Linked DNA regions of Zea mays: region 2 is linked to region 1. Evidence: chromatin contacts called from public Hi-C data. All regions are on one chromosome and are shown on one strand. Each heading gives the region's core, a stretch centred on a gene start, on an enhancer-like site or on the middle of the called end of the contact. The rest is flanking DNA. Distances are from core to core; before and after follow the strand shown.

The links. A called contact is a pair of places that touch in the nucleus more often than the background predicts.
Region 2: a contact with region 1 is called in a Hi-C map of tassel, with 1.5 times the contacts expected there. The contact joins the promoter of LOC100194290 here to the promoter of LOC109941975 in region 1. A contact is called at or near these places in 3 of 25 Hi-C or Micro-C datasets (leaf and tassel).

The regions. Positions count from the first base shown.
Region 1 is chr8:181,976,649-181,980,392 of Zm-B73-REFERENCE-NAM-5.0, reverse strand. It overlaps LOC109941975 (RING-H2 finger protein ATL67), which reads right to left and starts at 2,144. Exons shown (of 2, transcript XM_020543274.2): 1 at 1,253-2,144; 2 at 1-224. The coding sequence starts at 1,833. The coding sequence ends at 188.
Region 2 is chr8:182,149,661-182,153,212 of Zm-B73-REFERENCE-NAM-5.0, reverse strand. LOC100194290 (Phenylalanine--tRNA ligase chloroplastic/mitochondrial) reads right to left here and starts at 1,912. Exons shown (of 10, transcript NM_001139329.3): 1 at 1,542-1,912. The coding sequence starts at 1,794.

The sequences.
Region 1 (3,744 bases), core at 895-3,394:
TCAGTGCCCTACATCCTCATACTGCTCGCCATTTCTCCAGCGTGATAAATGACCGCATCTTCTTCTACTCCATCGTCCACTCCTTGGCTGTTTCCTTGGACTTGGGCAGGTGAGAATGATGGAAAAAGTAAACCAAACGCCAAGAACCATTTAACAACAAACCCACGAGAGAAGCAAGCTAACCACATCAGGTCAGGTGGTTCTGTGCAAGGCGACCAGAAAAGCTGAATTCAGAAGAAATCCAGCTTTTAGCTGCCAAGTTTCCAATAAAATCTTTACTTATTATACTTTTACAACACAAGCTGGAACAACAGCGAAAGCAACATTCTGGCATAGGAGAAACACATGGCATGATCCTTTTCGAAAATCCTCAGAAGAAGGTTGTATATGCCCTCAAACCGTACCGCTATGTATTGACTAGGCAACAGATGTACAATATGCGACAGGGAAGGAATGCGTACAAAAAGAGATCGTTTTCTGACATTACTGCATGCGAACAAAAAACAAACGCAATTCTAGTAAAAAATCAAACGTCTACCACATAGCGACTTTTGTATCATATATGATAATGTGTTCGAAGCAACATGATAGCAGGCTGGATCAGGATTTTCGTCAGTGCATGAACCCACGAATTTTATTAGCATAGCATGAACATATATACAGATTGATGTTTGATGATGATATTTATTCAGAGGCTCACAGAGTAACCGATCGAGTAATTTTAGGACAGACATGTTCACATGCCAACTTGGCAACGAAGATAGCAGACAAATCAACATTCGTTTAGCTCATGAGCATTGATGTTCCAGCTCACCAACCATCCGACCAGTGATCCGGAGCTACAAATCTCATGTGCCCAGTTTTTTTTTTCTGTGGCTTAATTAGCTTGCGCACAGTTTTATGGGATCAGGTGGGTTGGGATTAAAAAAAATACTACACGTCGCTCGTTGACACTGGGACACCAATTCTCTACAATCCATCTAGCCATAGTTTCAGTAGCAATGTACTCGTAGAGTGTAAATCACCAGGAGATACTCGGGCAATCTGTATTTACACTTATCCCTTGCTCCAACTTTTGCTTCTTCTACGTTACAAAATCACAAAAAACTAGTCGAGGTAGCTGTGATTTTCATCCAAACAATTTTTTTTGTAAAATATATCCTAAAAGCAACCCCACAGTCAACTACTCAAGCAACCCATCATAACTTCACATCCAAACAAATTTTTGTAAATATACCAGTATGTCCATCACCTGCGGCGCCTCCGGTCGGCGGCGTACTGCGAGAGCGGGACGAGCTCGGAAAGCGGCGTCGCGAGCGGCGTGGAGTTGGGCGTCGGGATGGGGGAGGACCTGCAGACGGGGCACGACGCGCTCCGCCGCAGCCAGGCGTCGAGGCACGCGACGTGGAAGCCGTGCCTGCACTCGGGCATCACGCGCAGCGTCTCGCCGTCCCTGTACTCGCTGAGGCAGATGGAGCACATGGCGTCGGCGTCGGTGGCCCCGCTGGAGGAGAAAGGGACCTTGGGGTAGGACGCGATGGCGGCGGCATCGAGCCCGACGGGTGAGCAGGCCGCGACGGCGGCGGAGGAGTAAGCGGCGTCGGCGTCGGGGGACTCGGACCCTTCCGCGACGAAGAGCACGCGCGGGACGGTGATGGAGAGGTGGCCGGAGCTGGAGGCCGTGGTGGCTGCTTCTCCGGCCCAGTAGTCCCCGCCGCGGCCGAAGCAGAAGTAGAAAGCCAGCAGGAGGGAGGCGAGCAGGACGAGGAAGCCGAGCGCGATGGCGATGGAGTAACCGAGGCCGAGGCTGGAGAGCGAGGAGAGGAAGGACATCGCGGTGGCGAGTCCCTAGTGGCGAGGGAGCGGCGGAATGGCATTGGCGGACCGCCGCGCACGCACGGTCGGTGGTGGTGGATGCCGATGCCCTGGATCACTGGGTGGAAGTTGGAATCGAGGCCGCGTGGGGGTGGGGGTGGGGGAGTAAATGTTGGAGGTGGCGTGGTGAACCGGTGATATTTGCCTTGTCGCGGGGTTCAGAATTCAGATCTGGCGGGGTGGGTGCGCGGCTCGAGCGGCTGCATTTATTGCATTTAATGGCGGGGACGTGAATTGCTCTCTCTGTTCGTGCTCGCGCTGCTGGAGAATAGATGGGGAAGGAGAACGGCGGAGTGGTAGCAGTGTGGGCTGTTCCCAAAAACACTGTAGAAATACAGTTTGGACTAGAATTCTAGACCCTAAAATACATGTTCAGATCTTCAAACTTGGAACAAACTACCTCATAGGTCCAAACGGATCTAGACTGCTGACTTGGCACCAACGGTGCTGAGGCTGTCCGCACTCATATAACTCTAAATTTCTACTTTAAAAGAAATATTTTGTTCTTGTCAGCAAAATTCTTTACTCTATATCACAATCATCCGCAGTCATATTTACTCCATATCTCAACCCTACACAACTACCTATTATTTTACCATTTTTTATTGTACCGGTGATGGCAGTCCTCCAGGGCACTTGTTCGGGCTGCCAGCGTGGAGGAAAGAGAGAGGATAGAGCACGACGCCATATTTGGAGTTCGAGGCCTCCTCGGAATAGTTGCAGTTCGCGGTAGAGTGTGCCGCTGCAGCAAAACTTGGACTCTACCCAGGCGCAGTTCCGGGTAGAGTCCCTCACTGCGGACAGCCTGAATCAATTCCTAAAGTTCGCAGAGCATGTCACCAAAGGTCCTAAACTTATAAAATACATATATCCATGTGCATGGAGTAGGCACACACACGTCACATATTCAGGATCCCTATTTCTCTTCATTTTAATGTATATTCTTATATGATTTCTATAACTATTCTCTTGCTAGTTTCACATTCATATTTAAATATAGAATATGTATGTCTTTAAACTTATAGCGTTGTTTTATCCTGATCGATAAACTCACAAAGTACACAACTAGATCCATAAACTTATGAAGTTGTATCGTCTTGATCCCTAAACTCTCAACATGCACATTCTGGTCTCTATACTTTAATTGTTGGTGTCATCACATGTCTAAATAATTTAGACCTTTGATAACACCAAAAAAAGTTTAGAGATTTAGATGACACAACCATACAAATATAAAAGACCAAAATATGCATGTTGAAAGTTTAGAGAGATAATACAATTTTACAAGTTTAGAGACATGTATGTACATTTTGAGAGTTTAGGAATCAGTATGATACAATGTTACAGTTTTAAAGACCGACAATGTAATTTACTCTTAAATATATAGTAGATACTTGATATTATTCGTATATGTAGATAACAAGGTACGTATAAAATCATTTAAAATTTATATATATGACTAATTAGTAATATAAATAATATCAACTTTAATATAACAAAAATATATCTTATTTAAACTATTTAAATCTCATCTATGTGATTAACATTTTTATATACAAAGTTATCTTTAATATGGCTAACAAAATATTAATTTTATGTACTTTGATTATTCATATGTTAGTGATTTTTTTATAAATTTTAAAATAATGTTTGATAAATAGTATTTATAATTTTATCAAATTTTATTATATTTAGTATTTGAGATGTTTATATATATATATATATATATATATATATATATATATATATATATATATATATATATATATATATATATATATATATATATATAGGGAAGAGGTAATGGAAGCCCTGGGCTTCCCCTACTAATGGAAGCCCCAGCCAGGACGCGGTCAACCCAGCACCCGC
Region 2 (3,552 bases), core at 663-3,162, 170 kb before region 1:
TGGTTGTGTAGTTGCTCTCCGGTAGGGCCAGATAGCGTTGGCGGCGAATGCAGGGGAGCCAGCTACAGAGGTCCCTCGACTGCCGTCATCGTCGGCGGCGCCAGCGAGGATGTCAGTGAAGGGCTGCTGGGCCTGGAGCAGCACGGGGTGGTCTGGGTGGTACTGCTCGAAGAAGTCGTTCGTCTCCTCTTCCATGAGCATGCGCGAGATGAAGGGGAGCACGAGGTCGTCATCGTTGTCGTGCAGCTGCTGAGCTGCAGGGCGGGGCTCTCGAGGCGAGGCGTTGGGGGACCAAGGTTGAGGAAGTCCGACGGGGAGAAGGAATCGGAGTCACCGACATCCGCCGGCTCGGCGGCCATGGTCGGGTCCCTGGACGGGAGGCGGTTAAAGAAGAAGCTGGATCTTTATGCCGGCGACTGCGTGTGCACAGCGTACCACATTAGTCCTAGTCGCTCACTGCACTAGTGACGGTAGACATGGATGGGATGCCATGCTTAAAACAAGAGATCTTTGAATTTGATTGGTCGAAGCTTTTCCTTCAAGAAAACAGACTGGGAAACGGAACTTCTGCAGGGACTGTGGAGGAGAAGGTTCCAGGAAGGAGCAGGTGGAGCAGACGACTGTGGACCAAGGAAGACGAAATGTCGTTTCAATTGAAACACTAAGTGACGCAGCGAACAAGTTGAGCTCTTGTGGTGACTGGAGCTCGGCGCCATGATTCATGGCGCCGAGCTCGTCCACGTCAGCGTCGTGTCAGCCTCTCTCGCCAGCGGAGCACGCACCTCGACGCCAAGATCTGTGGCGCCGAGCCGTGTTATCTCGACGCCACAGCCTACGGCGCCGACTAAAGGGTCCAAAAATGAGATTAAGTTATTTAAGGGTCTAAACATGAACATTTTTCAAAAAAAAGATTAAAATACAAAAAAATCGGGCGCCCAGATCGCGCTCACAGCCCTCCGTGTGTCACTATCTGCGTAAGGAGTGCAGCACGCAACACAAGCAGAGCAGCGCATAGCACAATTACAGGATAGCAGACACCAATACACACGAGCAGTTGTTTTTAGATATTAATTAATTTTGTTCCATCAATTCAAATTAATATTTATGTTTATAGAGATAGGATGTACATATTTCTCATAAAAAAGATGATTTTAACACAACACTTGAGACTAATAAGAGCCGTGTACAACAAAAATTCTCTTTTTATAGGTTCTTGTTTTTTATGGACATAAAGAATGATATCATTTAGCTTTATCTTAGTTCAGTTTAAAAAATTTAGCCCCCTTTTAATCCGTTCCTGAATCCGCTGGGATCAGGATATCACATAGTCATTATGATATCTCCAATGCACCATGAATGAATGGAACCTCCCAAAACCCTACCAGTAGTAGACCAAACATAGCGTATTTGAACTCTCAAATCCTATCTCGCGAAAAGTAGAAGCAATCCAACCAAAGCAAACCCTGCTCAAAACCCCTGCCATCCTACCAAGATCCCGCCTTTACATCGTCAAAGCTTGGGCCCCGAGAGCCCCTACTCACCCTCGCGCGCGATCTTGACGCCGCCCACCTCAACGGCGGAGGCCGCCGGTCGGTGCCCTTTCGCTCCGCCCGGTGCCGAAGCGACGGAGAAGAAGCGGGCGAGGAGGCGGCGGTGAGGACGCGAAGAATAGTAGAGGGGGAGGGTGGTGAAGGGGGAAATGGCGGCGGGGGAGAGCGCCATTGGAAGCGTGGCCATGCCGCGAACACGCGCGCGGAGGAGCCAGCAGCGAGCGGTTCGGATAAGCGGCCGCATGTCTGCGACGCGGGGGATTCTTGTGAGTGTGAGCTGCAAAGGAAGAGTGAAAGCGAAAGGGGAAGAAGACGAGAAGTGTAAGAAATAATGGTGCTGCAAAAATAAAGTTGAGCTAAAAGTGAATGTTAGATTTTAGCATTATTTATAGATTCAAACATGCTCCAGGTGGAATTCGAATCACTATTTATGCTCTTTTTTATCAGCCTAGTTGTTGGTTAAAGGTGTTTATTTTTCTATATGATTATATAATCTAGCTTGTTTTATATAGATTATATAATCTTACTAGGTAAATGTCCGTGCGATGCAACGGGAACATATAATATCATAATAACTTATATACAAATGTGTATTACACTGTTATAAGAAAGGTTTTCAAGCACCAGGTTGGCCTAGGCGATGATGATGGAGACGTTGCCAGCATGGCACCGCGAAGTCGTGCCACCAGAGTAGGCTATCACTAGGGCTCGGCATTCGGTCTATTAGGGTAATTCGGTTCGGTCTATTCGGGTTTCTGAAATTTCGGGTTCTGAAAAAATAGAACCGAAATTTTCAAAATTATTTTAGGAACCGAACCCGAATAGACGCACAATTTCGGTTCGGTCTATTCGGTCCACCGAATAGACTCGAATAGTAGAGAGACTAGTATCTTTTGTTAAAATATATACAATAAATAAATAATTCAAATTACTATTATTACAACAAGTAACTATAAAAAATAGCATAGAGAGATATATATACTATCATTAAGATGATATCATTATTTTAGCTAATAAGTTCATAAATCATATAATAATATCATCACATATTAAGAGCTTTTTCATATTTCGGGTTATTCGGTCTATTCGGGTTTTAAAGGTTAGGAACCGAACTCGAACCCATACCCCCGAAATATAGCACATATAGGAACTGAACCCGAACCCGAAAACCCGAATAGACCGACAACTCGGTCTATTCGGGGTCGGTTTGGGTTCGGTTTTCGGTTTTAAAATGCCCACCCCTAGCTGTCACAGCCCTTAGAGTTGTCCCCGGAGGAGGTCGTAGCACCAAGGGCCGACGAGGTGGACCAGCAGCGCGCGAGGTCTTGCCACCAGAATAGGCTGTCACAGCCCTTAGAGTTGTCCCCGAAGGAGGTCACAGCACCAAGGGCCGACGAGGTGGACCAGACACCGTCGCACACCGAGAGGAGCCTGTGGAGCAGGCCTAGCATGCTTCCGCCACATCGCCGTCCATAACAATTTCGTTCTATCAGCATGCTTTCGCCACATCGCCTAGCATGAACTACCCCTTCTTCGCAACTATTAATCGAAAGGGGTTTACCTGAAAAATATTGTCAACAAGCTGCCACAAATCTAAGGTTAGAACTGTCCATAACAATTTTGTTCTATCAAGGCAGCATATCCGTGGAAACATAATTAATATTTCTCTTATGAGTAGATCCTTCCTGATAGCCTCAGCAATATGTATGACAGAACCTATTTCTGTAGAAACAGTCAGGCAAAAGTTTTGTGTTGCGACAAGTGCTGCCAACTGTTGACTTGACTGAAGAGCCCCCCTCTTTTATTTGTATGGCGAAGTTCTAACACCAGGTACATGACTGTTCATTAGACTAAACATGCAAAAAATCAGGTTTATATGGTTTGACGTAGTATGCCTTATTTCAGGCAGTCTACCATCTAGAACATTGGATACAAAGATAAAGGAGACAACCATAAGGCATGTACACACCCCAGAGAAGGCCGAGAGGCCATGAGCCCCAGC